2 separate regions of the Ovis aries genome follow, and region 1 is linked to region 2. A link is a contact called in public Hi-C data. All regions are on one chromosome and are shown on one strand. Each heading gives the region's core, a stretch centred on a gene start, on an enhancer-like site or on the middle of the called end of the contact. The rest is flanking DNA. Distances are from core to core; before and after follow the strand shown. Region 1 has its middle 46 kb from the start of CARMIL3. Region 2 holds the start of LOC101119050 (dehydrogenase/reductase SDR family member 4).

The links. A called contact is a pair of places that touch in the nucleus more often than the background predicts.
Region 1: a contact with region 2 is called in a Hi-C map of liver, with 1.7 times the contacts expected there. The contact joins the enhancer-like site here to the promoter of LOC101119050 in region 2. A contact is called at or near these places in 2 of 16 Hi-C or Micro-C datasets (liver and mixed tissues).

Annotation. Positions count from the first base shown.
Region 1 is chr7:20,946,783-20,950,465 of ARS-UI_Ramb_v3.0, forward strand. It overlaps the pseudogene LOC101121175. Among named protein-coding and RNA genes, the nearest start is that of CARMIL3, 46 kb to the left of the region's middle. Within about 2 kb of position 1,914, at least 1 of the 54 cell types and tissues checked has an H3K27ac peak or open chromatin away from gene starts, as enhancers often do. A contact at or near this core is called in liver, where this site is marked.
Region 2 is chr7:20,913,299-20,916,566 of ARS-UI_Ramb_v3.0, forward strand. It overlaps LOC101119050 (dehydrogenase/reductase SDR family member 4), which reads right to left and starts at 1,823. Exons shown (of 6, transcript XM_060418943.1): 1 at 1,678-1,823; 2 at 1-40. The coding sequence starts at 1,808.

The sequences.
Region 1 (3,683 bases), core at 664-3,163, 34 kb after region 2:
GGGAGAGGGAGAGGGTGGGATGATTTGGGAGAATGGCATTGAAACATGTATACTATCATGTGAGAAACGAATCGACAGTTCATTCTTGACCTTGCCAAATTGCCCTTCATGTGGGATGCAACAGACTCCCAAGCTCTATAAGTTCTTAGAAATCCAACCAGTCACCTTATTCCAACTAGCCTGGGGACCGCTTCTAACGTAAGTCTGCCTTAAACACAGAGACCTAATATAGTTGCCACTGATGCACCTATTGTATTGACACATCATCATTGCCTGAAACTAAAAACCTGCTTAAAAAAATGAAGTCTGTTAATTACTCCCATCTCTCCCCAGCAACAGTAGACTTGTGTATGTTGTGTAGGTGTGTTTGTGCAACTATGCACTTGCGTGTCGTGGAGACGAGCAGCACTGTCTGGAGTGTGACTCTGACAGGGGGATCCTGTCTCTCTACGTTGCCTGGCAGTGAGTCAGCTCTCAGACTCAATGTCCCCCCGGGGACTTGTTTCCAGGGTCTGGAAACGGAGGCATCAGAGAATCCCCCTAGACAGCGGGCGCCTACGATGAGAACTGCTTGGTGTGCATGTGAAAGTCGCTCAGTCATGTCCGACTCTTTCCAACCCCATGGACTGTGGCCCGCCAGGCTCCTCTGTCCATGGAATTCCCCAGGCAAGAATATTGGAGTGGGTAGCCATTCCCTTCTCCAGGGGATCCTCCCCACCCAGGGATGAAACCCCGGGTCTCCTGCATTATAGGCAGATTCTTTACCATCTGAGCCACCAGGGAGGGAAGGCCTTGGTGTGCATAAAGAAAATGTTTGGTGTGCATAAATAAAATGTTTAGTCCCTCATGTGAGGATGCTTTTATACACATCTCATAAAACAGAGGGCTAGAGGGGTGCGTCAAGCCCTCTGGGGCTCTTCTCAGCACATGTCTTTCACTGGGCTCCAGCACATCTCTCTATAGGACACGGGGTGGGGGGGCCGGGCCCCATTGACCCTGCTCCTGTGAGTTCCACTCACACCAAGGGACACCATTTGGTGTGTATCCTGAGCCCTTCACAGAACGGTTGTGCTGTCTTAATTCAGATCCTAAAGAAATAAATGATTTCTGTAGCTAAGAGGACAAACTCTGTCCTATGGCTTGAAGAGCAGAAGTCCATTTCAGCAGAAGAGACTTTTCCATTTCATCTCATTACACGTGTTACCCCATTATCAGAATGAACAGAGTTAAATCTAAAGCAGAACAAGGACATTCTGAAGACCCTGTATAACAAGTGAAATGAAATATTAAGTGAAGTTAGACAGAGACAAATATATGATATCACTTATATGTGGAATCTAAAAAATGATGTGAACGAACCTAACAAAACAGAAATAGACTCGCAGACATAGAAAACAAACATGGTTACCAAAGGGGATAGCAGGCAGGGAAGAGACAAATTAGGAGGTTGGGATTAACATATATACACTAGTATATATAAGCTAGATAAACAATAAGGACTTACCGTATAGCACAGGAAATATACCCCATGTGTTGTAATAACCGATAGTGGAAAAGAAGCTGCAAAAGTATCTATCTATCTATAGCTGAGTCATTTTCTGTATACCCCAAACTAACACATTGTAAATTAACTATAGCCAAATTTTAAAAAATGGTTAAAAACTAAAGCAGCACAAGGATCTTTTGAAGACCTGTATAATAAATTTCAGCCATATCACCCCATTCACAGAATCTAAAAGACGGCCATTTACTTTTCTTACTATTTTCAAGGGGAAAATTTTTTTTGGATCTCTTTCTCCTCAGGTCTCCCGAATAATGCGGGTGTATTTTCTCTCTAATGGTACGAAGCGTGCCCTGCTTCTGCTGACTTTATTGATCAGGTCTGAGCTAATGGCAGATGTTTGTTTGAAGTAGATTTTTGTATGTGTGCGTTTGAGGTAAAATTCATGCCAAGAGACAGGTGAAATAGTCCTCTGGGTTCTAGCTGTGACCAAGAAGGTTTTATCTTTTTTTTCATTCCCCTTCCTTTTCTTTGGGAATGAAAATAACACTTAAATATCTTAGTTGGCTTTGTAGTTGGTCCAATTATTGCAGATCAAAAACATCTCATCAATTACATTACTGGGTTTAATATGACTACATTTATATAATTACAAGGACCAGTTATATTTAAAAAGACACTTATTTTTGATGAAAACCATAAAAGCTTATTAAAGCACTCTGATTTTCTTTTTTTCTGGTAACTACTACCTGAAAATACCTCTGAATACTCTCTTAAGGGAAAATATTTTGGAAAAATTATGTGAGAAGGTATAGAAATCACATACAAACAAAAAGAGCCAAAATATGTATGTGTGTATATATTTGTGTATCTATATACAGATAATACATACACATGTAGGGGCTTCCCTGGTGGTTCAGATGGTAAAGAATCTGCCTGCAATGAGGGAGACCCCCGTTTGATCCCTGGGTTGGGAAGATCCCCTGGAGAAGGGAAATGGCAACCCGCTCCGGTACAGGACTTGATTGTGAAGGGTATGCTGGTATATTCAAGCCATTTCATAAGAGCTTGGTATTATTCTGTGCAATGGGCTTCCCAGGTGGCACCAGTGGTAAAGAATCTACCTGCCAGTGCAGGAGACACAGAGGTGTGGGTTCCATTCCTGGGTTGGGAAGATCCCCTAGAGTAGGAAATGGCAACCTACTCCAGTATTCTTGCCTGGAAAATTCCATGGACAGTGCAGCCTGGCAGGCTACAGCCCATGGGGCCACAAAAAGTCGGACATCACTGAGCACACGTGCACTGAGGCCTATGTGAGATATTTCACCTCTCTTACACACATATGTAACTACATATATGTGTATATATTTATATATATATATATATATATATATATATATATATATATATATATGGACACAGTTTGAGCAAGCTCTGGGAGTTGGTGATGGACAGGGAAGCCTGGCGTGCTGCAGTCCATGGGGTCGCAAAGAGGTGGACATGACTGAGTGACTGAACTGAACTGACATATATTATATGCCATATACTTTCTTCCTCTTCTTCTCCAAAATAGAGAATGCTATTCTTGTCTTATATACTCTGGAACAATTAGTGATGACATATTTCTAATGATCCCCTAGAAGTCTTGATAAAGCTGACTAAGGTTTGTTGTTCAGTTGCTAAATCATGTCCAACTCTGCAACACTATGTACTGCAGTAAGGCCAGGCTCCCCTATCCTTCACCACCTCCCAAAGTTTGCTCAGGTTCATGTCCAGGTGATGCTATCCAACCATCTCATTCTCTGCTGCCTCCTTCTCCATTTGCTTTCAGTCTTTCCCAGCTGAAAGCCTAGCTTGAAGGATTTTGAGCATAACCTTACTAGCATATGAAATGAACACAATTGCATGGTAGTTTGAACATTCTTTGGCATTTCCCTTCTTTGGGATTAGAATGAAAACTGACATTTTCCGGTATTGTGGCCACTGCTGAGTTTTCTAAATTTGCGGACATATTGAATGCAGCACTCTAACAGCATCATCTTTTAGGATTTTAAATAGCTCAGCTGGAAAAGGGTAAGAACCTGTAATTAAGCTTTGTCTTGGTGGCATGAAATAAAGAAGGTGACATACGAAGCTGAGGGCAAGATCCGCCAGCTCTTTCTCTACCCCGTGGTTCTATGTG
Region 2 (3,268 bases), core at 573-3,072:
CCCGTCCTGCGCCAGACGCCGGGCGATGGCAAAACCGATCCTGTGGGCAGAGAGAGAGAAGGACTTTTAAGCCTGGTACAGGAAGAGGGGGAGAGCATGGGCTCTTAAGTCAGGCTGCTTTCTGTAGGACCTCCACCTGTTAGGATTAATGGCACAGCCATTACCATACAGATGGACATGCTTAGCATCTTTTTGGCACTGGTTTACTATTTTTATTATGGTTTTGGCCCTCAGTCTAGGTTCCCAGGAAGTGATAACACCTTCCATAGGTGTTATCATAGGCTCCATACCCTATAGGGACTGAGGGGAGAGAGAAATGACTTAGGGGTATAGCAAGCAGCAGTGATTTCCATGATTGGAGAGTCTCAGAAAAGCCTTTACCCCTAAATAATTTCCTTAGGACAGTAGTCTACATCATCTCAATATTCTATTGTTAGTTATGTTTTGGGGTACATATGAAACGGGGTCTCTGGTTCAGTCAGTTCAGTTCAGTCGCTCAGTCGTGTCCGACTCTTTGCGACCCCGTGGGCTGCAGCACCCAGGCCTCCCTGTCCATCACCAACTCCTGGAGTTTACTCAAACTCATGTCCATTGAGTCAGTGATGCCATCCAACCACCTCATCCTCTGTCATCCCCTTCTCCTGCCTTCGATCTTTCCCAGCATCAGAACTGAACTGACTAGTTATATTTTGGAGTACATATGAAACTGGGGGTCTCTGGTTATGAACATAAATTTTTTACATTCATAGGAGAAAGGGTTATACATTAAAAAAAAATTATCTACCTGGCTATATGGGTCTTGGTTGGTCCATGTGGGATCTAGTTCCCTGACCAGGGATTAAACCTGGGGCTCCTGCATTGAGAGCATGGAGTCTTAGCCACTGGACCTCCAGGGAAACCCCCAGGGCCACACATTTTGCGCTTGTTAGCCATTTGCTGCCAAGTCGCCTCAGTCGTGCCCCACTCTGTGCGACCCCATGGACTGCAGCCTACCAGGCTCCTGCGTCCATGGGATTTTCCAGGCAAGAGTTCTGGAGTGGGGTGCCATTGCCTTCTCCAGGTTTCCCCATTTATATGTATTCTAACTTTGTGAAGAGCTGGCATCTAGCAGGGGTCTGTGGGAATGAGAAACAGGGTAGGTCACAGTGGCTGGTAAGAAACAGGCTGGGCAAGAGAGGCCACAGTATACTGAACTAAACAAGAACCTGGACACATGACTTGTGTCCCCTCTAGGGAAGGGGCAAAGTTCTGTGAGGCTCCTGGGGGTGCCACAGTGGGGGTGTCTGGAACATTTCCACAGTCGGTGTAGGCAGTGCATAGGGTGTTTGAAATCTGGACTGTCTTGGACTTCCGGCCTCTGGTCTTCCCAGACTCTAGGTGGAGCCAGTTGATTGGGGCGGCCCAGAACCCCAGGAGACAGGATAGACGGGGTAGGGTGAGGGGCAACGCCAAGGCGGCGGACTCGAGCCAGGGGCGGCAGTGACAAGAGCGCTGTTAACTGCAAAGGTGGGGGGAGCGGAATCTGAAGGGGGCTGCAGGCCAACCACGTGCTGCCTTTCTTCCAGGGCCAGCTCTGGCCGCACGGGAGGGCTGAAGAGAGGGCGCGGGAGGCCAAGGACAAGGGGTATCACCTGTTTGCAGACAACGGGGGACTCAGAGACTCACTCGGGCACTCACCCGTCAGTGGAGGCCGTTACTAGGGCCACCTTATTCTCCAGCGGGTTCCGGCGCGCCATCCCGCAGCTGGCCATCCGGACCGACTTCCACGACCGCGCACAGGCACCCAAAGGCAGTCGCACCTTCAGCATGGCGCCGGCCGGTTCAGGGTTCTGCACCGCCCAGGGGAGGTGACAGTGGGGCAGGGCGAGGGGCAAGGCGAAGAGTGAATCGCCTCCTGGCTCGGCGGCCCGCTCCCCTCCCAGCTTCTGGCTCCCGGATCCCGTCTCCCCGCCCCTCTTAAGCCCTAGATCGGGACAGCTCCTCCCGCTCCGCGCGGGCCCTAGGCCAGGGGAGCCGGCCGTGGCCAAGAGCGCCCCCTGCCGTTTGTGGCCCCCGCGCCCCTAGATCCCCTGCTCGCCCTGGCCGGCCCGGCTTGGGACGGTGCTGTCGGTTCCGGTTCCCTGTGGGGCCCTCCCCACCTCGGGGAGCTCGTAGACTTCCTTGTCCTCCCTCTCCTCCTCCCACCTCTGCTTGCCCACGTCAGTTCTTGGGGCAGAGGGGACTTTAACTGTTTGCTTTTGCTTCCTAGAACTTCAAGGTGGGTTTTGTTTTCCAAGAAAGTCTGGGTCCACGTTTGTGACAGCTCAAAGGAGGCCAGATGTTTTGAGATTGCTCATGGGGGTGAGGCTCCTCCTGAGGGTCTCAGGGGAGCCTGGAGGAGCCTACGGGAGACGCCTGATGGAGAGGAGCAGGGCTAGGCCTGCACTGCCCTTCACTCTGGCTCAAGTTCTCCTCCATCCCCATAGGCCTGGAGGGTAGACTCTGATCACCAGGGGTAACCAGCGTGCAGAATTAAAGATCCTGACCTGACAGGATCTCTTATATCCTCCGCTCTAGAGAACTTCTCTAGGCCTAAGTGGTAGCAAGGAGGCTAGAGTGTCCCCTAACCAGTGGTGGAAATTCAGAGCACTCAGGAGCACTCAAGTGCTTCATAATCACTGTGTCCCCAGGTCTTAGCCTCCATCCTAGTTCAATAAATATTTGTTGAATGTAAAAGCATTTTATAAACTTTGAACTACTAAACACATAGTAATTATTGCTACCATAGAGTAATTATTATTGCTGCCACAAGCCAGGCTCTCCATCTGTAAGCTGAGGGTGCTGGGGTAGATGATAGATAAGGTCCTCTCCAGCTATAAATTCTGTGTCCAAGACTTCAGCCCCTACTTCTCCCAAGTGGGCTGAAATGATCTCCCTCCTGGGTTTCTGGGAGAATTAATAAATCTGGATGGCTTATGATACACTGAAGAAAGGCCCGGCAGACCCAGTGTCAGCATCTGAATTGGTTTAACCCTGTGGCCTCCAAATGCCAGACTGAGAAGCTGTGTAGATCCAAGGCAAAGTTTTCACTAGTTCAAGGCAAAAAATAAAAAGAAAATACAGTGTTTCATAAAGCTAAGCTTATTTAATTTAAGAGATAGTCCTTTATTCTGGGATATGCTTTTGCTCTTTTTAATTATTTTTTGGTGTTAGTCTTTCTGTTAAGAGAATATGATGAAAGCAGATGGGTAGGTTAAGAAAAGGGTTGTTAGTTGGTGAAATCACCAGT